Linked DNA regions of Mus musculus: region 2 is linked to region 1. The links are chromatin contacts, called in public Hi-C maps. All regions are on one chromosome and are shown on one strand. The core of a region is the stretch at or near the end of the contact, and the rest is flanking DNA. Distances in the headings are between cores, read along the strand shown. Region 1 has its middle 35 kb from the start of Fign. Region 2 has its middle 68 kb from the start of Gm13575.

The links. Hi-C and Micro-C count contacts between places; a contact is called where the count stands out from the background.
Region 2: a contact with region 1 is called in a Hi-C map of liver, with 2.8 times the contacts expected there. The contact joins two enhancer-like sites. A contact is called at or near these places in 2 of 484 Hi-C or Micro-C datasets (cortical neurons and liver) and 1 of 115 datasets of contacts at active chromatin or transcription factors (liver).

The regions. Positions count from the first base shown.
Region 1 is chr2:64,129,850-64,135,981 of GRCm38.p6, reverse strand. No RefSeq gene overlaps it. Among named protein-coding and RNA genes, the nearest start is that of Fign, 35 kb to the right of the region's middle. Within about 2 kb of position 2,166, at least 2 of the 459 cell types and tissues checked have an H3K27ac peak or open chromatin away from gene starts, as enhancers often do. A contact at or near this core is called in liver, where this site is marked.
Region 2 is chr2:64,459,286-64,465,417 of GRCm38.p6, reverse strand. No RefSeq gene overlaps it. Among named protein-coding and RNA genes, the nearest start is that of Gm13575, 68 kb to the right of the region's middle. Within about 2 kb of position 3,582, at least 3 of the 459 cell types and tissues checked have an H3K27ac peak or open chromatin away from gene starts, as enhancers often do. A contact at or near this core is called in liver, where this site is marked.

The DNA.
Region 1 (6,132 bases), core at 917-3,416:
GGGTGATGGCAGAAGGGATAGGGGATTTTCGGAGAGGAAATGGGAACAGGGATAACATTTGAAATGTAAATAAAGAAAATATCTAATAAAAAAGGAAAAGGCAGGTAGAGAGAAAGCAGAGCTGAGTGAGTGGGAGCCACTTCTCTTCGAGGAGGTTGTCTGAGGACAGAGACTCCACGGTGCTAAAATATTCATCTGATGAGTGAGTAAAGATGATGCTTGCCTTCACATCCTTCATCTCTAGCAAGGATATTTTGTCATAAGGACACGCTCACTGTGACTTCCTGTTGACTCGTGTTTACATCCCATGGTAAATAAATAGAAGGACTAAAAAAAAGTAAACAAGCAGCTGCCTTTCGATCAGATTGGGAAGGGGAGTTTGAAGTGAGAGGCAGCTCTGTGTTTTAATCAAGCACCTGAGATGCTTTCCCATGAATTGAAATTTTCTATCTAGAAGAAAGAATTCTGTAGCTGAATTTTTCTTTTGCTGTTGCTGTTTGCTTAAAATTTGAAACTGGGATTGTCTTCTCTCGTTTGGGGGAGGAGGGTCTGTGAGGCACCTAAGAATTGATAAAAAGAATGGGGGGAGGGTCACAAACAGTGTGTAGTTGATACAAAGTGTCTCCCTAAAAGTTAAAGGCTTGATCTTCAAGATCCAAGTCTGGTCAACACAAAGGGATGGGGTTATTAGGGCTCTGAGCTAATCAAATGTTTGATCCATTTACGGATGCCCATAGCTCACTGGCAATGCAGAATTTCTATAGAAGACACAGCATCAGTGAATGAAGATGGTCGCTACTATCATGGACTGGAATAATACCTTGGCCCCATTTCCTTGCTGGTACTATGTCCTGGATACCTGAGATGGAGGCTGTAGCATGCCCTTCCACCATGATGTTCTGCCTCATCATGGGCCATGAAACATCAGAATCAGCTGATCTTGGGCTTTTAAAGCCCCTGAGACCATAAACCAAACTGAATCTTCCTTCCTTTTAATGGTTTCTGCTAAGTATTAGTCAGAATGACAAAAAAAGGAATATCTTGTTAACACAAAGAATACATGTTGTAAGCAGGGAAATTGAGAGGGCCAAGAAAGTACTCTGTGAGCTTGAAGCATTTGGATGCCTTGATGCAGGAACGGAATGAATCACGATATGTCATATAAGACCATGTAGAGAGCCTGCAACTGCACCATCTGGGCTCAACTCAGTTTTCTCTTCTTTATTGTAGGTTGTAGAATGTGACATGCTCACTATTTCCTAAGAGATAATGGAATTCACAGCCTCCTTTCCTAGTATCCTCATGGATAAAGTAACTTCCAAAATTACATCTCATGCATATCATCACAACATGTTTTGTGTTACAAAGCTTTTCACTATCCATGCATGGGAATGCCTTCTGAGAGTGGAGTAAAAGGCCTTTCTCAGTGCTATTGACTTCTCAGTACTTTAGGTAAGTGTTCACATATTGTACATCTTACCCCCAAAGAACTCTGATATAGATTATATGGAAATAAATTCAATTCAAATTTAACATTAATTAAACCTTATTATTGCTGCATTGATTTGTAAGAGTGCGACTGCAATGAACAGTGTGGCTTTCAGCTTGTTACTTGATAGTCTGGCAATGACAAGGCAAGTGCAGAGAGGTTTCTCTTTTTAGTGAGGACTATGGGACAGCGATGAAAGTGCCTTGTTGTCTTTAGGATGCAGTTCTTCTCCTTCTGGTCTTAATGATGCATAACATGAAGATCATGTCTGTCACCAAATAGAAAGGCATCAAGTGAAATTCCTCAGAACTTAAAAAATACAGTTTACTTTTTCAACTTTTAAATTCGTTTTGACCACAATAAGCAATCTTCATTTAAAAAAATCAATCACTCTGTATCTAGTATTTGTTTATGACAGATAATTTTATGAGTGAAATTAATGAGTCCTTTGAGGTGATCTAGTCAAGCAATGACTTTGGACAAGGAAATGTAAAAGCTAATTTAAGTCTTGTATGGTAGACTCGGTAGAGCAAATGACTAAAAGGAAGAGGTTTCCAGTGACAGGTTGCTAGCACACTGGACTCCTGAGATTACTTCTCCTTCTGCACATGACGATACAGAGGCCCAGTTCATTCCACTGTCATGAAAATGGAGTGAAATCAAATGAAGCTGTAAGCATTTCCCAAACACTACGTTCTATTTACCCTCTGTACTAAAGAAACAAAGTCCTTGTCTTATTGAGACCTTGAATCTGTTAAATATCAACTTCCCTTTAATGATTAAATCTTTGCTGAGCTTTCATGTCAGGATGTTTGTATTAATTGAATAATGATTTATGGCACCTGTGTGCAGGTAGATTTGACGTTGTGATCTAAAAGCCACTTCATTAATTTACTGGGAAGAACCCAAAGCACATATGACTATCAAAACACTGCCTGTATAATCTATAGTTTACCTGATGCGTTATATAAATAGCACCAAAGAATTTACACTGCTGAATTATACGAGAAGGTACTCAGAATGAAACACTGTGAATTCCTTAGTTTTTGTTCACTCCAGGTAAGGTGAATAGTTTCTCTTGAGTCTCAGAAGCATGGCATTGTGAGCCTTGGTTAAGTAGACTTCTTGCCATTTCTTTTGCCGTTGTCCCCTGCTAACTTACCATACTCACGTTGTGTGTATTTCTATGATGAGTCTTTCTGCCCACTCCTTCTTCTACGCCTACACACAGACACACACACAGACACACACACACCTTTCCTTACCATTCTCCTCTTCCATGGTAAACTTCAAAAGTTAATGAAAAGCCATAATCTTACCATCTCCTAGCAGATCTTTATGGTGACACATTTCTCTGCTTACTTTGAGAAAAGGAGGAAGGGTCGTCAGAGATTATAGTCAAAAAAAAATCATAATCTGATGGTTTATAAACACCCTTCCCAAGCACAGGTCTCAACTCCACGTTTCCATAGTGACATTTCTGAGGCTTTCATTTTGGCTTTGAGGAAACTCCTCTAAGGGAATACCTCTTCACGGAAAGCTTAACAATAGAACCCAAGTTTCCAGTAATGGGGGGAGGGACAGAGGACCAGGAGGATGCTGGGTATGACCATGTGTGAATAAGACATGGTTGGCAAAAGTTTAAGCAGCGAGCTATTGAATAAATGAGTACAAGAACTAAACCTGGATCCCCTTTTAATTATAACTGATATAATTATATCATTTATTTCCCTTTTCTCTTTTTCCTTCAAACCCAATTTTTGTATCTTTAATATATAAATACAACCTGCTCATTCCATAGGGAGCTCTGAAAACTACAAAGATAGAAATTCCCATGTTGTCCCCATTCTGAGTTGTCACCTTGTAGATGGGGTCAGAAAGTTTGCTGTGTGGTTACTGGCCCAGTAGGATTCTATGTGTACTGTGGCTCTCACAGTATGCGTAGAGATAGGAAAGCTTGTTGAAAAAGTATATAAGAGCCTGCTGCTCTGTTTCTCCACACTCAGATGACCTTGGGTGATTCTTTCATTTTCTAAATCTCTCAGCACTTGAGAACTCAAATGCCTGTAAAGGATAAACACACTGATAATTAAAATACAAACTAAGAGTCACAACTTGGAAATGTAAATTCAGTAAGAATTTAGATGTGAGTGCTTCACATTTATTTATTTACTTGCTTACTTACTTACTGTTTTTCTGAGGTAAGTTCTTCTATGTTGCCCTCCACTGCCTGGAACTTGCCTCAGACACATGGGCGAAGGAACTTCTGACTCTGCTTCTGAATGCTAGCACTACAGACGTGCACCACCATGCTGGGCATGGACCAGACTAAAATTTCTAGTGTTCTAATGTTTTTGTCTACACAGGTTAGCACACAGTGCACCGGCAGCATCTGGATGGGAGTTTGTGGAGTTGGGTCATCACAGCACTTGTATGGCTGATAACCTCCCTTCCTTAGTGAATGTTTGAATGCCCTGGTGAGACAGACTAAGAAGGACCTAATTAGCCTGTACCATTCCTCCACTCTTTACGTTAGCACAGAGCCCCTTCCACATAAAGGAAATAATAAGAAAACCACTCTTGCCTGAACTTCCATTCAGTCCCAGTCATGAAGGCACTCACTTGAGCAGAGTGCATCCTTTGCTAAAGAATAAGGAAAACCAACACATTTTTCCCCGTATAAAAAAAAACACTGGCTGGGGTCAAGCTTCAAGTTACTAGCTGAGTTGTAGCCTAGTGTGGCTTATTAAATCGATTTGCCGAGAGACTACATGTTAAGCCACTTGGCTCATTGTAAAATCTGTTTTCTCCTCCCTAGAAAGTGCCACACATGTGAAGCCATAATGAGTTTAATTAAAGTCAATGGCAGCTAATAATTCAAGCCTTATAGATGCACTTTAGGAACAAACAAAATTCCAAAGTTGAAACATGAAAAGCACCACTTGAGTAAAAGTTTTAATCATGTACATAAAATAAAATCACTAATCATAGGCTGATGGAGTTGAAAGATACGGTTTCCGGAGTTGGACTGACTTCCAGCTGACTAGGTTGTTTTGTTTGGTACAAGTTAAAATCAGAGAAGGAAAGAGTGAGAGGGGGGATGGCAGGAGGAGAAGGGGAAGGAGAGGGGAAAAGGAAGGGGTGGGGGAGAGGAAGAGACAGTGTGTGTGTGTGTGTGTGTGTGTGTGTGTGTGTGTGTGTGTGTGTGTGTGTGTTGAGAGAGAGAGAGAGGAAATAACACACTTTTAGGAAGAAACCCAGCAGTATGTTATGTGTATTGAGTTCCTAATAAATATGAATTAAGTACAGTAATATAACATAAAGCTTGTGGAAGTTTTTTTTTTAATATGACATACAAAATGAAGAGTGAAAAAAACTGCAGCGGAAGATAGGCAAATAGAGGGTTAGTAGGAAAAGGGACAACTTCATTAGCTTCTGGTCTCTGATTCTCAAATAAAGCTAGATTGTTACCTCTTCCTAGAAAGACTTAATGTGAGTTATAATGAGATTAAATATTATGAAGAATTTATCACTTTTGCAGGATGTACTATTAAATGTCATGCATAATTGAAATAATAATTTGGAGGTGATTCATTTCTACAACAAATGGATCAAGTCTGGAAAGAGTTAAGAATTTTGGAACCTCTCAAGTCCAGAGAATTTGCACTCATTGAGGAGACTTAAGGAAAGAGATTCATCACTGCAGATCAGTTTGTTTGTTTATACTTTACAATAGACTATTATTCTGCATCCATACTGGCCCAAGTCATTTGCCTCTTTTGAAAGGAGTTTTCATATTAGGACTGCAAATGGGGAAATATGCACTGCATGGCCACCCTGAATATACTGAACATTCATGTGGACTTTTGTGATATGACTACAAGAAACAATAATGGCTGCTGACTTTTATAAGAAACCAAAATAATCATAAGGATACGTAAAATTAAAAAGACAAAGCAATCCATTTTGAAATGAGAAATCAACATTGTTTAAATCCTGATAAGACAAACACGAAATAAAATGTTATACCTGCAGGATAAAGAATGTTCTTGCCATTCAAGAGTGCCCCAGCACTATCTCACTTGAAAGGTAAATACTTGAAAGTCTGCATTCTAAAATATTTAAATTTAGATCAGTGTCACAAAACTCCAAATACCTCTTTGATTACATATTGATGTTTTAAGCTAAAATTATTATGTGTTGTTTATACACCTGAACATTTGGAACACATTCCTCATATTCCATCACGAAAATATTTTACATAATTTTTGAATAATAAATGATGAACTATGATCTTCTCCATGCACAGTAAATGTTAAATACTTCATTGTTTGCAGACATTAAGCCATAAGTGTTATTTGCGATCTTACAGAATCCTGACCCCTTTAAAAGCCAAATAGCACTACTGCAGGCCTTCCCTAGCAACTGTATTCATAATGGCAATCTCCTCCAGTCAGTCAAACTAAATAAACCATCAAGAATTCCAAGCTAGAAATGAGTTGTTGAGGGCTCCCGTTATCATGTCTGGACTGAGGTCATGGAGGAAACCCGAATGTTATTTTCACTAGTGCTGCCCTGCCAGTTAGTGTTGGAATTAGATTTTAGTGAAGGTGAACTTCGCCACTGCTGATACTGGCAGAAAT
Region 2 (6,132 bases), core at 2,333-4,832, 330 kb before region 1:
CGATAGATGTAATTCTGGTGCAACAGAGAAAGAACAGGAGGAGGCACTGACTGTAAGGCGGCTTCAGAATCACTGGGCGATCTCTGGTTTACTGTAGCATTTTGAATGTGCAACTTAATCTCCCCATGCTTTGGGGCTTCTTTTCTCCGGGTCAAGGAAGAAAAGCAACAGCAGTCACAGCCAGAGTGGGTGGCAGGACTTTGCCATTCTTATGGGATTTCCAAAGGACAGACAGTATTGTTGCATTCAGTGCTTTGAGCTATTAAACTAGCATGGGTATATGTGACTGGGTGTGTGTGTGTGTTTGTGTGTGTGTGTGTGTGTGTGTGTGTGTGTGTGTGTGTGTGTTACAAACTTTTAAACTTCCCACAGTTTGTGTCATTTCAGGGTATACCGTAGATGGTCAATAAATGTTTCAGTGAATTTGAATTGTCAATGATTTCTTTAGGAATTATGTCAGCTTCTAATATGCATTTTTAATAGTTTTACCTTACTGGCACAGAATGGTGTTCTTGGAACAGAAGAACAATTATAACTACTTTTTTCTGAAGAAAGCATTAAGTCTGAATGCCAAAACTCCTTGCTGCATAACAACCAGAAAGATAAATGTGCCCTTGGTTTTGATTCACAGTACATAGAGAAAGTGGAAGAACAGTTACAGAGAACTCTGGTCTCCAGCATCTTGTCAGCACTGGGATGGGAAAGGAGAAGGATGAAATAAAGACACTTTCCACCTCAAGGCAGACCTCCTGTAATTCATGTGACCCTCCACTCAAAGTGAGAACAAGGTATCAGGAGACTCAAGGTAGCTACTATGTCGACTTCATAAAGGTAGAAAAGTAAAATTGAGTCCCTCTTCAAAGGAGAATTTTTATATACACATAATTCTAGAGTATGCAGTGGGGACATAGAAAATATGACCAAGATAACAGGAACTCCTAGTCAACATTAATAACCACATATGAATGCAGTTGTCCCTGACTTTAAGTGACTTATAAGCTCTGCTATACATCCAAATTGTCTTAAGGTTGCTGAAATGCCAAGCCACTAAAAAATGTTTTCCTATTTTAGGTAGTTGATTGCAATCCATTTTTTGGAGGGGAAATACATATGTTGGGTTTTCAAGCTTTATACATCACATTTAGCTTAATATATAACCAAAGTTTCTTTTTGATATGTCATTCCCCCTTGTTGTGTGAAAAAAACTTTTACTTGCCCTTGGGAAATGCAACACACTTCTACTCAAGATGCAGATAAGGATTCCACAACAGACCAAGGTGTAGATACCACCAAAATCCAGTGAGTTTTATTGGGGTTATTTATAGGAATAAGGGTGAAGGGTTACTTACAGGAGAAGAAATGACTAAAAGACTGTATCACTAAAAACCTAGTCAAAGCTGGAATCCTGGAGTATACTATGAAGCTTGAAGGTGGTTCAATATGTTGGGGAATATCCTTTGTCCTTTCCAAGAAACTCTGGTCTAAACCTTTTTCTAGACAGGTGAGTTGGTTTCTGTTCTTCTAGTCAGCTGGTCTGCTTTGAGTTTTTAGCCTGTAGGTTTATTTGAAACTTCCTTAGAGCTTTCTTTCTTTCTTTTTTCCTTTTTCTTTTTTTCTTCTTTCCTTTACTTCTTTTCTTTCTTAACTCTGGCCTTAGTGAATCTGATCAATTTCAGGGACTTCCTGAAGCTGTTTCGAATAGTTTGCCTTCCTACATATGTAGTTTCTCTGTAGGATGAAATGCTTCAATCTTGGAAGAAGCTGTTACCCAATACCCCCCTTTATAAGCTGCCTGTGCTTAATATCAAAGAGTTTCAAAAGGCTCCCATTTTTAATTTGACAACCAAGAAAACAGAAGTTCACATCTTTACCTCTATGCTTCCTTAGAATCTCATGTTTGTATGTCTGGCTCTGAAGTTAATGTCACTTATGTGTATTTTCTCATGATTTTTCTGAGCAGAGGTTACATTTTATGTTCTTGGTTTTGAAGCTGAATAAAATTTTGTTCTCTTTGCTTTAACCATTTGTGATTCCATGTCTTATCATTGATCTATACAAGTGTGGGTGGCCTTGTCAGTAAAGGATCAACTAAAAGGTACATGAATCTCAGCAATCTGGCTGGCAGTGACATAATTTTATGTTAAAAATGGAAAAAATCAGTTTGAGCAAAGAAAGCACAATTTCTGCAAAAAAACCAAGCTAATCATTGCAAACTTATAAAATGTTATTTAAATGCCCCTTTGGGGCACCATCTGACAGAAATCACCTATGAGAATTGAATGAGTAGATCAGATATAGCACTTACTGATAGAAAAAAAAAGTGTCCTTTAAATCGACAGTTGCCACAGTGTTGGACAATGCGACCGAAGGAAATAATTTACATTATGAAGAGCTCAACAAACAAATCCTGTAAATAATACATGCTGAAGAGCAGCACACAGCTCCAGCAAGGCTTTTCTCAGAGAGACTGCGTTTAAAACATTTATTGGAGGCATATATTACAGTATATCACTTACTGGCTGGAAGCCATGCAATATGTGTCTTTACAAAAAAAATTACCTTGTAATATGAGCCCCTCCAAGGCATAATTATATAATAACGTTCTTATTGGGAAAACTGGAAGTAGGCCAAGCCTTGTCCAAATATAGTGAATGTCAGAGCCAAATTTATTATCCTTAGCTATTAACAGGAGAAGGCAGGTTTTGTTTACCAAGCCTAATTCTCTCCTAATTACAGCCACTATAAAATAATTACTATCCATGGGATAACAACACAAGACAGAGTGACTAACAGAAGAAACTGCAGGGGTTAGAAAACAGAGTGCAATCCTGTGTCATTTTGAACAGCTTGTGTACTGCCATGAACAAATTAACGGACTTCATTAAGGAATTATATTTTAAGAGTGGCTTTGCGGTGAAGCACCGAAGCAATTAATGCTTCCTATTTGGTCCTAGATCTGAGTTGCAGTGCGGTTTGAGACAGCAACTAAATTTTTTTCTTTTAATTTTTGATGTATCAGGTTTAATAGGATTACAAGCACATTACTGGGCAAGATAGTTAATGAGTGTTGAGAAAAACCTCTGTTTGGGACAAATGATCTGCGGCCCCTGCTAACTTGTTTCGTCTTTATGAGCTGATTTCTTACCGTGGTGATTTTAATAATCTACTAAAGACAAACGCCAACTTTTATCTAATTCCATTTCGCAACCTGCCCTTCTGTCCTCAACTCGGTTGGATCACGTTTTAGATGAAAGGGGTATTTTTTCAGAGAGGGCAGCGCTTCCCGCGTCTCGATTTGTGCCACAAAAATTGGGAACTTGAAATATTATTTCAATATTTCATATTTGCTTTCCACACAAATCAAAAAGGAGTATTATCTAGTTGAAACATGATGCCTCATTAAGTTCTCAATGTCGCCGGCTCCCGCATTCCCTCACTTCTTCCATCTCATCACAGTGCTCCAGAGATCGAAGGAAGCCTTGCTGCAGACCCTCAAACCCTTGAAAAGGAGGCAGTGGGATCGACCACTGTTCTGACTTCCTGTCCAGAACCGCCAGGGTGAAAGGCCAAGCTGCACTGTGCTGTGTGCGGCTCCTCCCTCCAGCTTCGAACTCCAAAGTACACTCACCTCAGAGTAGGAAAGAGGGCCCTGTTTTGGTGACTTGGTGGAAACATACAAACTCAGCACACTTGGGAAGTTGGTTTTAGATAGTGTTTTTAATAGGCCTCCAGATGGCCACATAAAAGCAAAAGGGTTATTATAGCAACTCCCAGCCGGGCCATTAGAGATAAAGGTGGGCCAGAATTTTCTTGAAAAAGAAAAAAAAATTCTTTTGAGGAGTACATGACCTGTTCTTCGGAGGAAAAAAAAATCTTCAGGGGATGTAGGGGACGGAATTCTAAATCCAGAAATTCAGTTTCGAATCGTAGTTACCTTTCCCAATGTTACATCATGCAAATCAAGTCGCTTATTTTAAAGTTGGAGTTTCAGCATGTAATCTTAGTCCTTCCCAATAATGCTGTGCAAGCTTCAGGTTCCTTTTTTTCCCCCTCTTTCCTCCTTTCCTTTTTTATTCTCTAGATACTGCACATTTCTACAGGGAAATAAAGTGAAGAAAGGAATAGGCAATAAAGAGATTCAGGAAAAACTTTTCATGTGGAAAAAAATGTCCTGTCTCAAACTATATATATATATATATATATATATATATATATATATATATATATATATATATATTGCACATGGCTTTTGAGCTGCGAGGTTGAAGGAGGACATGAAATGAAGGTCCCCCAGTGGCTGAACACCTCCTCATTGTACAATCAAAAGAGAAGCATTGAACGTCTCCTTTCTTTCCCTGCGGTCAGAAGCCACAGTAGCTCAGAGGTTGGAAATAGGACTGGCTGGCTTCACTTGGCTCAGCCATGTGATCTGATCTCCTCCATTCTTTTTTATTTTTTTCTGTAATTTTTTTTCAAAACTCTTCCACTATACACCAGTCACCATATTGTTCAAAGTTTTATTTGGGGGTCTCTGCCTGCACTCTAACACCACACGGGCACATACACAGTTGTTTGCCAGGAAGCAGAAAGACATGGTTACCCCCTAAAGCTGGCAGGTTTGTCTCTCTCCAGTCCTGTTCAACTTTCACTGTGAGTCAATTCCCCCCAGATTCCATGGGTAGCTAGCTCAGCTCGTTGGTGTGCCCCACTTTGAATGGTGTCTTTTCATCTTTTCTTGTGTCTCCTTGGGAATCTTGGTTAAAAGTTAGAGGAAGCAGTTTTAAGGATTACTATCCATCTCTTACTTTAAAATGAAGCATCTCTTAAAAGTTTCATTCCTGTTATTTTAAAATGTATTGAGGTATTTGAAAATACCTCAAGTTATGCAGTGAATATGCATATTTGCTGAGATTAAACAATTGTGATGCATGATCAAAAGTTTTAAATATTTCCTTCTTGCTTCTTTTTCCCAATAAAGCATTGCAATAAAGTGATGAGGTCTCCTTTGTTCCCAAAAGTGATACTGGGAATGCTCTCAAAATCCTCCACTTTTTTGCTGGAACAAAATAATCTCAAAATACTTGTGCTGCTTTCATATCCAAGTTTATTTATGCTGACTACATATGTATGTAATCATAAGAAGTGTTACATTGTTTTCAGATTTTAAATTCATGTGAATGCTGTATTTGAATTTTCACACACCATTGTATTTTCAACATGTATCCTTGTTCATGTGCATAGAATTAGCTCATTTATTTTAATTGCCAAATGGGCTTTCATTGTCATTATGATGATAACATAATTCATTGGTGCATTGTTCAAAAGAGAATTGGCCCCCTGTATTTTGTACTTTAGTGGATGAAAACAAACAATCCAATGTTTCATTGGTGGTGGGGTCACTTTGCTACTAAAAATAGTAAGGATATTTTGTTCATTTGAATGTTCTAAACTGTGTTTTACCATGCTGAAAAAAATGTGAATGACAACTTTAAGTCTTTCTAGTCACTCACATCCCTGTGCAGAGGCAGTCATTATGCACTAGTTTGACGAAGTAGCTGTAGAGAGACTTCATTAACGCGGCCATGAAGGGAAAGAACTGGAGGACATGAAGGGAGGTGTGGCTGATTCCTATAGAACAGAGATGAGAATCGTGAGAAACAAAGAAAGATGCTCGGCCTGATGGGTCCAACACTACTGACCATTATTTACCCGTTATGGTGACAATGCACAGACACAGCAAAGAGTCAAGAGCCTGGCAGTGCGTTGTGCCCATGGAACTTGGGAGAAATATTTTTGGGAAGGTTCTGCCATCTCAGTGCACTAACCACTGAGCTATAACTTCTATGACCAGTAACATCAGCCTACCCCATCATTAAAGGCCATATCTTTTGTTCAAGCTTTCTGCTTAGGTAGTTAAAGACTTGAAGTTCTATTTAAAAAGTAAATGCAACTATGAATTTTAAATGCTACGGTGCTACTCAGTGTCGAGAGAAGCAAAGTTTGTTGACTCGAGGTCACTAATACCCATTTACCAGACCAAGTACAGAATGTTGCATGGTAAGGCATCATTTAATAGAAATTTAGGAATGGCAGCATTAAGGCCATTATCAGCAGCCTCTGATCTCTAAGAGT